Linked DNA regions of Zea mays: regions 1, 3 and 4 are each linked to region 2. A link is a contact called in public Hi-C data. All regions are on one chromosome and are shown on one strand. Each heading gives the region's core, a stretch centred on a gene start, on an enhancer-like site or on the middle of the called end of the contact. The rest is flanking DNA. Distances are from core to core; before and after follow the strand shown. Region 1 holds the start of LOC100277856. Region 2 holds the start of LOC100280276. Region 3 holds the start of LOC103631785 (AP2-like ethylene-responsive transcription factor CRL5). Region 4 holds the start of LOC100194365.

Region 1 (2,700 bases), core at 162-2,661, 210 kb after region 2:
CCGTTCGAGGGCCCCAGCGCCTTACCATTCGGAGTGAGTCCACATTAGCTTCATCTCCGAACATAAATCTTATTGTCCTTCGATTTCTGAAACCACGACAAGATGTCTAAAACATAGTAAATAATCTATTAGCACCTATAGGTGTACACTCGGCCTGCCCGGTCCGGCCTGGTCCAAGCCCAAAAAGACCCGTATTGTTTGAATTTCGGGCCGACCCGGTCCGTTTGAATTTCAGGCCGTGCCGGACCGGCCCACGGCCCGGCTCGTAATTGCTTAAACGTGCCGGGCTCATTTCGGGCGGCCCAAAATTATAAAAGCTCGAAATTCACATTAGGGTCCGAAATTCAATTTTTGGCCCGAAATTCGCATCAGTGCCCGAAATTTACATCAGAGCCCGAAATTCACATCAGAGTTAATAAAACAAATAAAAGATAAGACAAATAAATTTGACCAAAAGCAAATTTAATATTTGTATTAAGTTACCGGAGCTACGCAATGACTACCTCGTTTACAAATCATTTTGTTAGAAAGAAATAGAGTATAATCAGCTCTATATAAAGTTCATAAGTTCAGTTCATTATATAATGTTCATAACAAAAATAAAATTACATCACATACTCTAATTCAAAGCTACAAAAAACATCTAACTAACATTATCTCTAGTTTGATGTTCTTTATCAAGTACATGAAAATGTGGAATGAAGTGTGATTTTAATAAATATATGGGCCTTTTGTGCCTCTATATGGGTCATTTCGTGTCTGCCTTAAACGGGTCGTGCTCGTGCCCGCCTATGGGCCGCGTCCTCGGCCCAAATCCGGCCCGATATATCGGGTCGTGCCGGCCCGACACTAAAATATTTCGGATCGTGCCGTGGCTGGGCCGTGCTTTTTTTTCGTACTTCGGGCCAGCCCATCAGACCCGGCCCAAATATACACCTATATTAGCACCTATTAGCAATATCAAATTGCCAATGAACAAATAATTTGCCGACACAATTAGCCAATTTATTAGCCAGTCTATTTAAAACCTAATATGGGAAAACGAGCCGACAAATTATTCGTCAGATGGATCCAAACAAGCTCTTAGAGCATCTCTAATAAAGTGTCTTAAAACAGCGCTCGAAAAATTAAAATACTACATCATTTTATATGTTTAGGGGAACCAAATTGAGCTCCAACAATTAAGCCTTAAATCGTATTTTTTTAGAAAGTAAACTATATTATTATAAAAAATGTTATTGAACACTAATCTGATGTGTATATTTTAGTCATGGTGTGTCTTATGTTTTTTTACAAAAAATGTAAAATGTAATAATGTTGGAGTTGTTTTTTATAAGCATGTATTTAAAGATAGATCTCTATATCTGCCTATTTAAGACATGGGAATACCCATCAGCACCAAACCGCTCGCGGCACGCCCCGCCATCAGACGCTCGCCTTTCCCTCGCCGCATCACGGTGTCTGTCCCTCCCATCCCATCTCACTGCCTCATAACACTCCCGTATCCCACGCCATACGCCCAAGAGGCCAAGACCGAGCCGCCTGGATCTGATTGGGTTGGCTCTCGTCGCGGGGGCGAAGGGGAAGGGGAGGAAGAACCAGGAGGCGTGCGTTCTCGTCCAAGATGCTGCAGCTGCTGATGGCGCTGGCCTTCTCGGCGGCCCCGCTGACGCTGTACGTGCCGCCGGTGCGCAGCCTCAGCCTCTTCGTGGAGGCCATGGAGGCCGTCTGCCGCGACTGCGGGCCCTACTCCCACGGCGCCGTCGCCCGCTTCCGCCTCGGCTTCTCCCGCGTCCTCGCCGGCCTAGCGCGCGCCCTCCGCTAGGCAGGCCGGCACCCCATCGCCGGCGCCGGTTCCTCCTGCCTACAGGAGTATATACAGTATACTACACGGACACGCACGTTCGGTGACCTTGTGCTCTCCCTGGTTTCTATGTCCTTTTTGTATTACTAGCGAGGAAGTGGTTTCTAGCGCAGCACAGCAATCTACATGCAGGAGCAGGACTAGCGGCGGTCAGTTTCGAGATCTTTCCTGCTTCGTTTCTCCCTTTTTGTGCTCTCTCTTTCTTTTCTGTTTTTTTTTTGAGGATTGGGTGTAGCATGTAGAGTGAGGAAAGGTTAATAAATCTGTCCAAAAAGGGAGATTTTGCAAGAGATGCTGAGTAAATCTAGTGTGCTTGCTTGCCTGGGGTTATGGGATGTGAGGGACGACTCCCCCTCCCCCTAGGAATTTCCATGTGATTTGTGAATATTCCCTTGTCTGTAACTTGGCAATGATTCTTCAGTTTAAGTTGAGGATTTGCGGTTTAAATTCATCGTCTTCCTTTCCGATCCAATGCTTCCCTCCAAGTCACGATCGACAAGTTGGGATGGAAACGGAACTCCTGTTCCCCTCTGTTTGTTTGGGCCAGGCACCCAACCTCCGTGCTTGAAAGTTCTTCTGTGCGGTTTCTATGACACCAAACCGACAAAGCAAAAGATTTGGTTACATTAAATGGCACAGAGCGACCGACGCGACGCGACGCGACGTCCTTGCGAAGCTCGATCGCTCCTCGCGAAAACACAGGCAGCAAGCATAGTCGAGGAAGAAGACGACGCGCGGGGCGGGCGGGGGCAGCGAATGATTTGGTTACATTACAGCTCCAGTTCTATAGTAGCAATGCGAGTGATGCTGTGATGGCGACCTTTCGCCGACGATGA
Region 2 (2,700 bases), core at 56-2,555:
CTACATTATTTCTAATGTACCACAGCCCAACCCTGAAAATTTGCTTTACCGTCATTTCCACAATGAGTTTTAGGCTTCAAACTAAATAAAAGGTTTGTGATCTTTGTGTCACCAATAACCTAACCACAGGAATAACTAGCTTGGTTATGTAGCATTTCAGGTAATAGCACAGTGAACATTGCCCCACGCCCAATAATGCACCCCCTCTGCCAGAGGACGACAGTAGCACTTAGGCCATGTTTGGTTTCTTTAGTCTAGGGACTAAAGTTTAGTTAGGGGACTAAAGTTTAGTCCCTAACATGTTTGGTTCTAGGGGCTAAAAATAGTAAGAATATACTAAATGACTCATAAGAAGACTAAAATGGCCTTTAATATTTTCATGCTATTAGTATAATTGAACTAAACGAGGGATAATTGTGGAATTAATATGGTTTAGTCCCTTTTAGCACATATGTGAAGGACTAAAGACTAAATCATTTTAGTCCATATTTTAGTCCTAGTGTTTGGCAAAAAAAAAGGACTAAACGGAACTAAAAACTAGAGACTAATCTTTAGTCCCTCTAACCAAACACCCCCTTAATAATGAGTGAAGGCTTAAATCTTGTATACAATGACCGATGAACATACATACCTAACAGTGTTAACAAGGGACGCACCTATGGAGAATCGTTAAACAACAGTGCGATCACTACCAACCAAAATACCGTTCCGCTTGGAAGAATGGGGTAATAAAATGCTTTCTATCAGAGACTCACTGGGAGAAGGACGAGCTTAGCGCCCTCGGAGGCCGCCTTCTCGATGGCCGCGCGCGCGTGCGCGATGTTGCGATTCTTGTCCGCCGTCACCGAGAGCTGGCACAGCGCCACCTTGAACTGCGGCCACAGAAGAAAATTCGGCACAAGGTCAGATGAAAGCCCCGACCTGCGACAGAAGTCAAGCCCGAAGAAATCCGAACCGGATGGGCGTCACCTTGGAGAGCGGCGGGGTCGGGAGCTCGAGGGCGGGAGGGGAGCGTGCCTCCTCCGGGCGGAAGGAGGGGTTGGGGGCGGAGGCCATGGCGGCGATGCGGTGGAGTGGGAGGCGGGAGCGGGAGGGACAGGAGACGCGCGCGCGGGCGCCGCCCGCGCAGAGCTTTAGACCGGGGGCGAGGAGCGCGGCGGCTGTGGATGTGGCTGCGGCTGCGGCTCTCATCTCATGGGAGGTGCCGGGGCGGCGTAGATAGCGTAGCGGCTAGCGAGCCGAGAGGCGGCGCGAGTCGCGACGGCGACCTGAGCGTGAGTAGTTGCCGGATGGATGCGCATCAGCAGCTAGTGGGACCGGTTTGTCAGTAGGATGTGCCCGCAATGTTTGGTGGTGGCCCTGGCACAGCAATTTTGGTGCCTGTTTGACGGGACACGGGAAAGGCCTTGCTGCCGGCGCCACCAACGGATGCCCATTTCCATGCCAATCTACTCGCCGGCCGATCGGCGGCGGCGGCCGCGTCGTCGTGCAGCTCGGCTCGTTGTCCTGTGTTGTGCCTCGTGAGTTTCCGGCTCCACAAGCTTGATTGTGTTGCGTCCCAGTGGGTGCAGCACTGTCGGAGCATCACGACGGTGCAACTGCCAGAGATCTGCCCAGCTCAGGGATGCTTCACCACTGCCCAACAACACCGCAGGCAAAGTTGCTGGCTTCCTCTACTACTAGCCTACTAATTAGGGCTCCTTTTGAACGTAGGAATGTCACGAAAATGATATATGAATTTCACAGAAATTAGTTAAAACACAGAAAAATACAAGATTCAGAAATATATATATATATATTGCGTAAAAAATAATGACACTATTACACCATAAATATTAGTACTGCATATATTTCGTAAATAAATATACGGTTTTACGGTTTTTTAGGAGGGGGTGAGTATTTTTATACCCTGTCTTTTGGGCTGCAACCTGCAAAAGAGGCCAGTTTGGCTGAATTGGATGGCCATTGTGATCATCCATAAACTCGTCATGTTGCCCACGGGCCGCGGCCACTGTGAGAACTAGGCCGCTGTAGTAGCGGCGTCAAGCACGCTGAAGAAAGAGAGAAGGCACTGATAATATGCAGACCTAGGTCATTAGAATGGACGGCAATAGTGGTCAAGCTAACGATTTGGTTAAGATACCGTTTAGACGCCAGTGGGTTTTAAGAATCTGGATAAGAAAACTAAAGTGTTTTGTTGAATTATATGAATGTATGACAAAATTCACTAGAATCCCTAGCATATTTGGATGGGGTTCTAAGATTCCGAGATTTTTGTTCTATCAGGATGCTTGAAATCCCATGTTAACCAAACTGTACCTAAATGCTACCATGTTAACCAAGCCAGAGATAATCAGGAACTACCTGCTAGTAGCAGTAGCAGTCGAGAAAAATGAAGCGTCGAGGTTCAGAGAAGATGTGACGTGAGGAAATGTGGCTGGCACTGTGGCACCTGCTGCAAGAGCAAAGCGCGAGGGATCGGAATGGGAAGCAGTCGGTTTGAGGTAATTGTCATGCCGTGACTTAGTTGCTGACAAGTAAAGCAGTAACATTATAGAATATATTTGATTTGATGTCAAAGTAAGCTGAGACGAGACGACAACGGTCTTTCAATTTTTTGAGACCATACTACCACAAAAAATTGTTCTGCTGTTTATCTCAGTCCTCGTATGACTCTTATCTAAACACTATAAAAAATAT
Region 3 (2,700 bases), core at 45-2,544, 130 kb before region 2:
CATGTGGAACTTTATACTACATATAATTTTAGAGCCCTTAAACGAAGACCTAACTCTATAATTCGTCTATACGATGCCACAATAAACATTTGCTAATTATAAACTAATTTGTCTTAATAAATTTGTATCAACATTTAGTCTTCAATTATGTAATTAGTTTTCTAACTATATTTATTGTAATTACTATCAAGCATTCAATGTGACATCTACGGCTTTGTTGCGGATACGGCTTCTACAATATTTTGTCTTTATGGATTGCAGTTGCAGTAGTCCAAACAGTAGCGATTGCGGCTGCTACAATATTAGATGTTGTTTGGTTAATGAAATATAACATAAATGATAATGATTCACACTCGATTAACTGCAGCAGCAAGTTTGAATATGATGATATCAGTTTCTACTAGTGTGGTATTTGATTACGGTTATATTTTAAAAACATATGATTTAATGTTATGAGTTAACTAAACATATGGTTTAATGTTATAAGTTAACATTTACGTTCCAAACGTGTGAACAAAACAACAACTTTATTTATTTTTAAAATCTTGCAAAAGGTAAAGCGGTTCAAACTAGTACAGAAGAAGTAACCGGAAGAAGTGAAGTTCGGTCACGCACAAACGAGGGCTGTCCTGCAACACTCGATCGGTTACCGAGATGAAACATGCATGGGTACAGAGGCTCAAAAAAGCGTCCATCGAGAGTTGTTGTTGATCTCTGGATCACGAAATCACCTGAGAAGATCTGCGCGCATTTCCTCGCATGCATGCGGCACCTGTCGTGGATCGAGTTGGGCCGGCACGTGAGAGAGAGAGTCGTAGACTCGTAGTCGACGACGACGACGAACACAGACAAGAAGAGAGCCAGCCCAAGGCAAAAAGATAGAGCGAGACGACAGATGAGCCGTCACACATTCACACGCTAGGGCGCAGCCAGGCTAGCTAGCACAATAGCTCCTCGTGCCGCCAGAGGCTGGCAGGAGGGGCCCCGGCCCGGCTGAGCCGCTGGTGAGCTGCATGCCATGCCATGCCACACCCGCACTGGACACTGCAAGACGTTTCCACTGACGGATGGCACGGCACGGCATGGCGTCTGCGTGGCACGGCCCCCAAGACAAAAAGGAAAACGCCGGTCCACGGCGCTCGCATCTGTTGCATGCAATGCAATGCATAGTTGCACAGTTGCACTGCACACCGAAACCTTTTGTTTTGCATGGGCTCTTCTCGTCAAGCGAGTCGTCACCTACGTATGCTAAACGCTTCTTGGGCTGCTTGCAGCTCGCATTCATATCGTTGCCACCTACACAGCACTCCCCCCGTAGCCATATATAGCTTGCTCGCATAAACGTCAAAAAGGAGACTCTTTTGGCCCTCTTCCGGCACCGGCACCGGCACCGGCACCAGCGCCAATCTAGCTAGTCAGTTTAGCTTCGCTCCTTCGCTTGCTTGCAAGTAACAGCCTCTCTCGTGTCCAAAAAGAAAGTCTTTCTCTGGAAAGGAGAGAAGGATCATCATCACCAGGATCAAGAAAGAACTCGTCGATTCCTTACCCCTTCCGTCTTCTTCTGATCTCAGCTCTATCCACTAGCTAGGAGATGGACATGAACAACGGGTGGCTTGGCTTCTCCTTGTCTCCTTCGGCAGCGAGCAGGGGCGGCTACGGCTACGGCGACGGAGGCGGCGGAGCGAGCGCGAGCGCGTGCGGGGATGGAGAGGGCTCTTGCCCCTCGCCTGCCGCGGCTGCCTCGCCTCTCCCTCTCGTGGCCATGCCGCTCGATGACTCTCTGCACTATAGCTCTGCTCCAGGTAAACTGCATGCACGCTTATTACTATGTCTGTAGGGTACAGAGGAAGCAGCTTATTTTCCTTCTTTTTTTTGGGTTATGATCGACGCCGTGCGGCGGCGGTACTGGTGTTTGTGGAGCACAACTCCTTTCCTTTTGTCAACACTCTTCTTCCTGGCACTGTTTGTTGCCAACATGGGGGGCGTGTTTGGTGGGGCTCCGCCGGCCCCCGCTTCTTCTTCACCGGAGCCGCGGAACCACAGAGCTGCGCGTTTCTCCTTCTATGGCCATCGGTTGTTGCCGCTCCGGTGTCGGGCATATATATGTCTCTGTTTCGAGAACTTCGGCTAGCTAACAGTACTACCAGAATCTTGAAATCATGCGTCTCCTATACATGTATTCTTCACTCGAGAGCTTGGTGTTAAAAAAAACTAAATCTTAGTTACCAAGATTCAGTGGGAACTGGCAACCGATTTCGTCACGACATGCTAAGTGAAGCAAAAGGACAAACTCTTCTTTGGTCTCCGGAATGATCTTGGATTGTGTTCAATTATTCACATTACTTTTAATAAAAACAAAAAAAGATCAGTTAGTACCAGTTGTTTACATTAGGGAAGGCCGGCCGGGCAACTTGCTGCTGTTTGTGAAGTCTCAGTGAACGTAAGGCAGCACCTGCGCTGAACTGCACTGCACTCCACAGCACTCGTTGGCCTTGGCCCATGTCGCGCGCTCTCTCGAAAAGGAGGCATCATTTCATTGAGCATGTCCGTTCTTTGTACCGTTCCTGTGCAGATTGGAGGCACGGCGCAGCAGAAGCCAAAGGGCCCAAGCTCGAGGACTTCATGAGCATCACTTGCAGCAACAAGAGCAGTGGCCGCAGCCTCTACGACAGCTGCGGCCACCACGACGACGAGCAGGCC
Region 4 (2,700 bases), core at 47-2,546, 190 kb after region 2:
CTCTTCAGTGCAGCAGGCTCTTACGTGATGGGACTGCGACGCCAAGGCCAAGCAAGGGGAGCAGAGCTAGAGAGTAGACTACTTTTAAAATATTACTATTGTTGTGCGCAGAAAATTCAAAGTCTCTCCGAGTTGGGTTTTATTTTTACCCGTGTCTCATGGAATCACTGTATTTACCCTGTCAATGCAAGTCTTCCTATCAGCTTCCAACCTGTATCTTTCATTATTATTGTTTTTTTTCTTTTAAAAAAAGGTCTGCGTCAGTTTAGTTCAACTTTCATTGGTGATGGATGATGGAGTAGGCGAGTAGGAAAGCAATTTGGAACGACAAGTCCCGGTTCCTAGATTCACACGGTAAGTTACCGTTCCAGCGTAGCACAGCACAGCACAGCGCACGCTAGAATCGGATCAGTGGCTTTGCCGCGCATGTGTTCAAGGGAGTATAACTTACTCGAAGCTTTGCGCACATGATTTCACGATTTGCAAATCTATAGCGAGATGCTAATTGCCCAGCCTCAGGCAGAAATAGCATAGTGCAAACCGTTGCCACTATTTCTAAGTTAAGACTATCTCCAGTGGTTTATCCATCCTTATTCCCATATTCAAACTACACTATGCGAATAGTGCAATCTATTATTTTGTTACATAATTTTATTATATTAGACTTGGAATGGTTTAATTATGTAGTAATAAAACTAAAATGACTTATTATAATTTAAGATAAAGGGGCTATATACCGGTGTACATATACAGTAGTAGTACGTACTACATCCGTGGAATGGTTTAATTATGTAATAATAAAACTAAAATGACTTATTATAATTTAATATAAAGGGAGTATATACCGGTGTAATATACAGTAGTAGTACGTACTACATCCGTTCACAAATATATGACATCATTGATTTTTTTTCTTGAAATTTTTTACTATTTGTCTTAATTTTTATTAAAAATGTAAAATTTTAAGTCAAGCACAAACTACTTTAAATGATAAAACAAATAAAAAAATAATAATTCATTATTTTTTGAATGAGAGTTTGTTTTAAAAGTCAATATTGTTAATCTTCAAAAAAAAAAGTCAATACTGTTATATATTTATGAATGGAGCAGCTCTTTTACCTCTTTTAGCATGCAACAACACGGCACCCATCTGCTTTATTCATTATTGTCATTAGACTAATAAAGTAGTTGGTGAGCAGGCGCCCGGGGGTGAGGAGAGATAGGAAAGGGCCCAACAGCTCAACAGAAAAGCCAAGCAAAGGCTGCTGCATACTGGAAGGCCCTCTGTCTGTGTGCGAGCGCAAGAGAAAGGGAGTCAGAGAGAGAGAGAGAGGGAGGAGACCTTGCAGAGGAGCGAAGCAAGCAAGGTGGGAAAGAGGCAGCAGCAAGGGCGGCGGGCTGCCGGAAGGGGAACATGCTCCCTCCTCATCTCACAGGTCTTCCTTCCTGCTCGCTGACTTGCCTCTCTCCACCCTCTCTGATCTGAGCTCTACGGCTCTTCCTTTCCCTGCGGTGATACCGGAGCTCTCTGCTCCCACCTCCCAGTACCAGCCGACCTGTTTTTTTTTCGTTTGTTTGGGGGTGGGTGGATGTGGGGGAGGGATCGTTTCTCGGTTCTTCTGGACGATTTGTGGTGGATCTGGCTGGTTCCTTGGTTGCTCGGCTGGTCTTTTGAGTTGATACGGTGCTGGGATTTGTAGGCGCATTTCTGGGTGGAGGTGGCCGGTGGGGTAATGGCTCCAGCATGTGATCCTTGCTAAGGCCTTACAGTTACAGCACACTGCATGCCGGATTTGTGTTGCTTTATTTATGTTCCTGCCCGTGTAATCGTTTTGAACTCAAGGGGAGAACTAGTGACCTACTGATGAGATTAAGATGCAGCACTGTTTTTGCTAGCGGGAGGCCTATCTGCAGAACTAACTAGTCATGTCTGAGGCCCTCAGCACATATACTCTGGTTGCATGAAGGATTCTTAGAATTCAGAGGGCGCTACCGAGTTGATGCATGGTACTGATACAGCGCTAGCGCTAGCGCTAGCTAGCTTACTACTAGTACCTTTAGAGCATGTGCATGCCCAAGTTACACATCTCACCTCGCGTGATCAATTGAGGGCCTACTAGCTTACTACTGCTGCCTTAGTTTCCTTTTTCATGAATACAGTTACGGTGGGAAGGTCAAATTCTGTTGTGTATTCATGCATCAGCTGTGCTCCTTAAGGCTTGCAGACCTTAATACCCAGTACGTGTTTCGAATCTCGTATGTTTATTTCTGGGAACTGACCTGTGTTTATATATGTTTGGACAGTACGAACTGAAAAACAAGAGTAAAGAATTTCCGTGAGATGAGACGTACGTAAGGATAATCCCCAAGACATTGCTCAATCTGTTTCTCTCTCTCTCTCTCTCTTTTCGGCGAGCAGTTTGTCCTTTTTCTTTCAATTTCTTTTACTACTACACCCGTTATCGAATATTTGTCATCCGCTGGCTCATTTATAAACTAAAACACGATAAATAAAGAAGGAAAGAACGGAGAGAGTAGTAGTGGTTTAGTTTCATGCAGCTAGAATTCTAACGCCCTCCTGGATCCTTGTGCAGAGAATGGCGCGGTGATGATTCAGTTTGGCCATCAGATGCCTGATTACGACTCCCCGGCTACCCAGTCAACCAGTGAGACGAGCCATCAAGAAGCGTCTGGAATGAG

What was found. A called contact is a pair of places that touch in the nucleus more often than the background predicts.
Region 1: a contact with region 2 is called in a Hi-C map of ear, with 3 times the contacts expected there. The contact joins the promoter of LOC100277856 here to the promoter of LOC100280276 in region 2. A contact is called at or near these places in 6 of 25 Hi-C or Micro-C datasets (bundle sheath, ear, endosperm and 2 more) and 1 of 3 datasets of contacts at active chromatin or transcription factors (seedling).
Region 3: a contact with region 2 is called in a Hi-C map of ear, with 2.8 times the contacts expected there. The contact joins the promoter of LOC103631785 here to the promoter of LOC100280276 in region 2. A contact is called at or near these places in 3 of 25 Hi-C or Micro-C datasets (ear, endosperm and leaf).
Region 4: a contact with region 2 is called in a Hi-C map of leaf, with 8 times the contacts expected there. The contact joins the promoter of LOC100194365 here to the promoter of LOC100280276 in region 2. A contact is called at or near these places in 11 of 25 Hi-C or Micro-C datasets (bundle sheath, ear, endosperm and 4 more) and 1 of 3 datasets of contacts at active chromatin or transcription factors (leaf).

The regions. Positions count from the first base shown.
Region 1 is chr1:15,912,961-15,915,660 of Zm-B73-REFERENCE-NAM-5.0, reverse strand. LOC100277856 reads left to right here and starts at 1,411. Exons shown (of 1, transcript NM_001364263.1): 1 at 1,411-2,290. The coding sequence starts at 1,625. The coding sequence ends at 1,825.
Region 2 is chr1:16,121,200-16,123,899 of Zm-B73-REFERENCE-NAM-5.0, reverse strand. It overlaps LOC100280276, which reads right to left and starts at 1,305. Exons shown (of 10, transcript NM_001153204.1): 1 at 970-1,305; 2 at 756-872. The coding sequence starts at 1,191.
Region 3 is chr1:16,254,213-16,256,912 of Zm-B73-REFERENCE-NAM-5.0, reverse strand. It overlaps LOC103631785 (AP2-like ethylene-responsive transcription factor CRL5), which reads left to right and starts at 1,294. Exons shown (of 8, transcript XM_008653284.2): 1 at 1,294-1,802; 2 at 2,573-2,700. The coding sequence starts at 1,592.
Region 4 is chr1:15,935,435-15,938,134 of Zm-B73-REFERENCE-NAM-5.0, reverse strand. It overlaps LOC100194365, which reads left to right and starts at 1,296. Exons shown (of 6, transcript NM_001359480.1): 1 at 1,296-1,436; 2 at 2,595-2,700. The coding sequence starts at 1,415.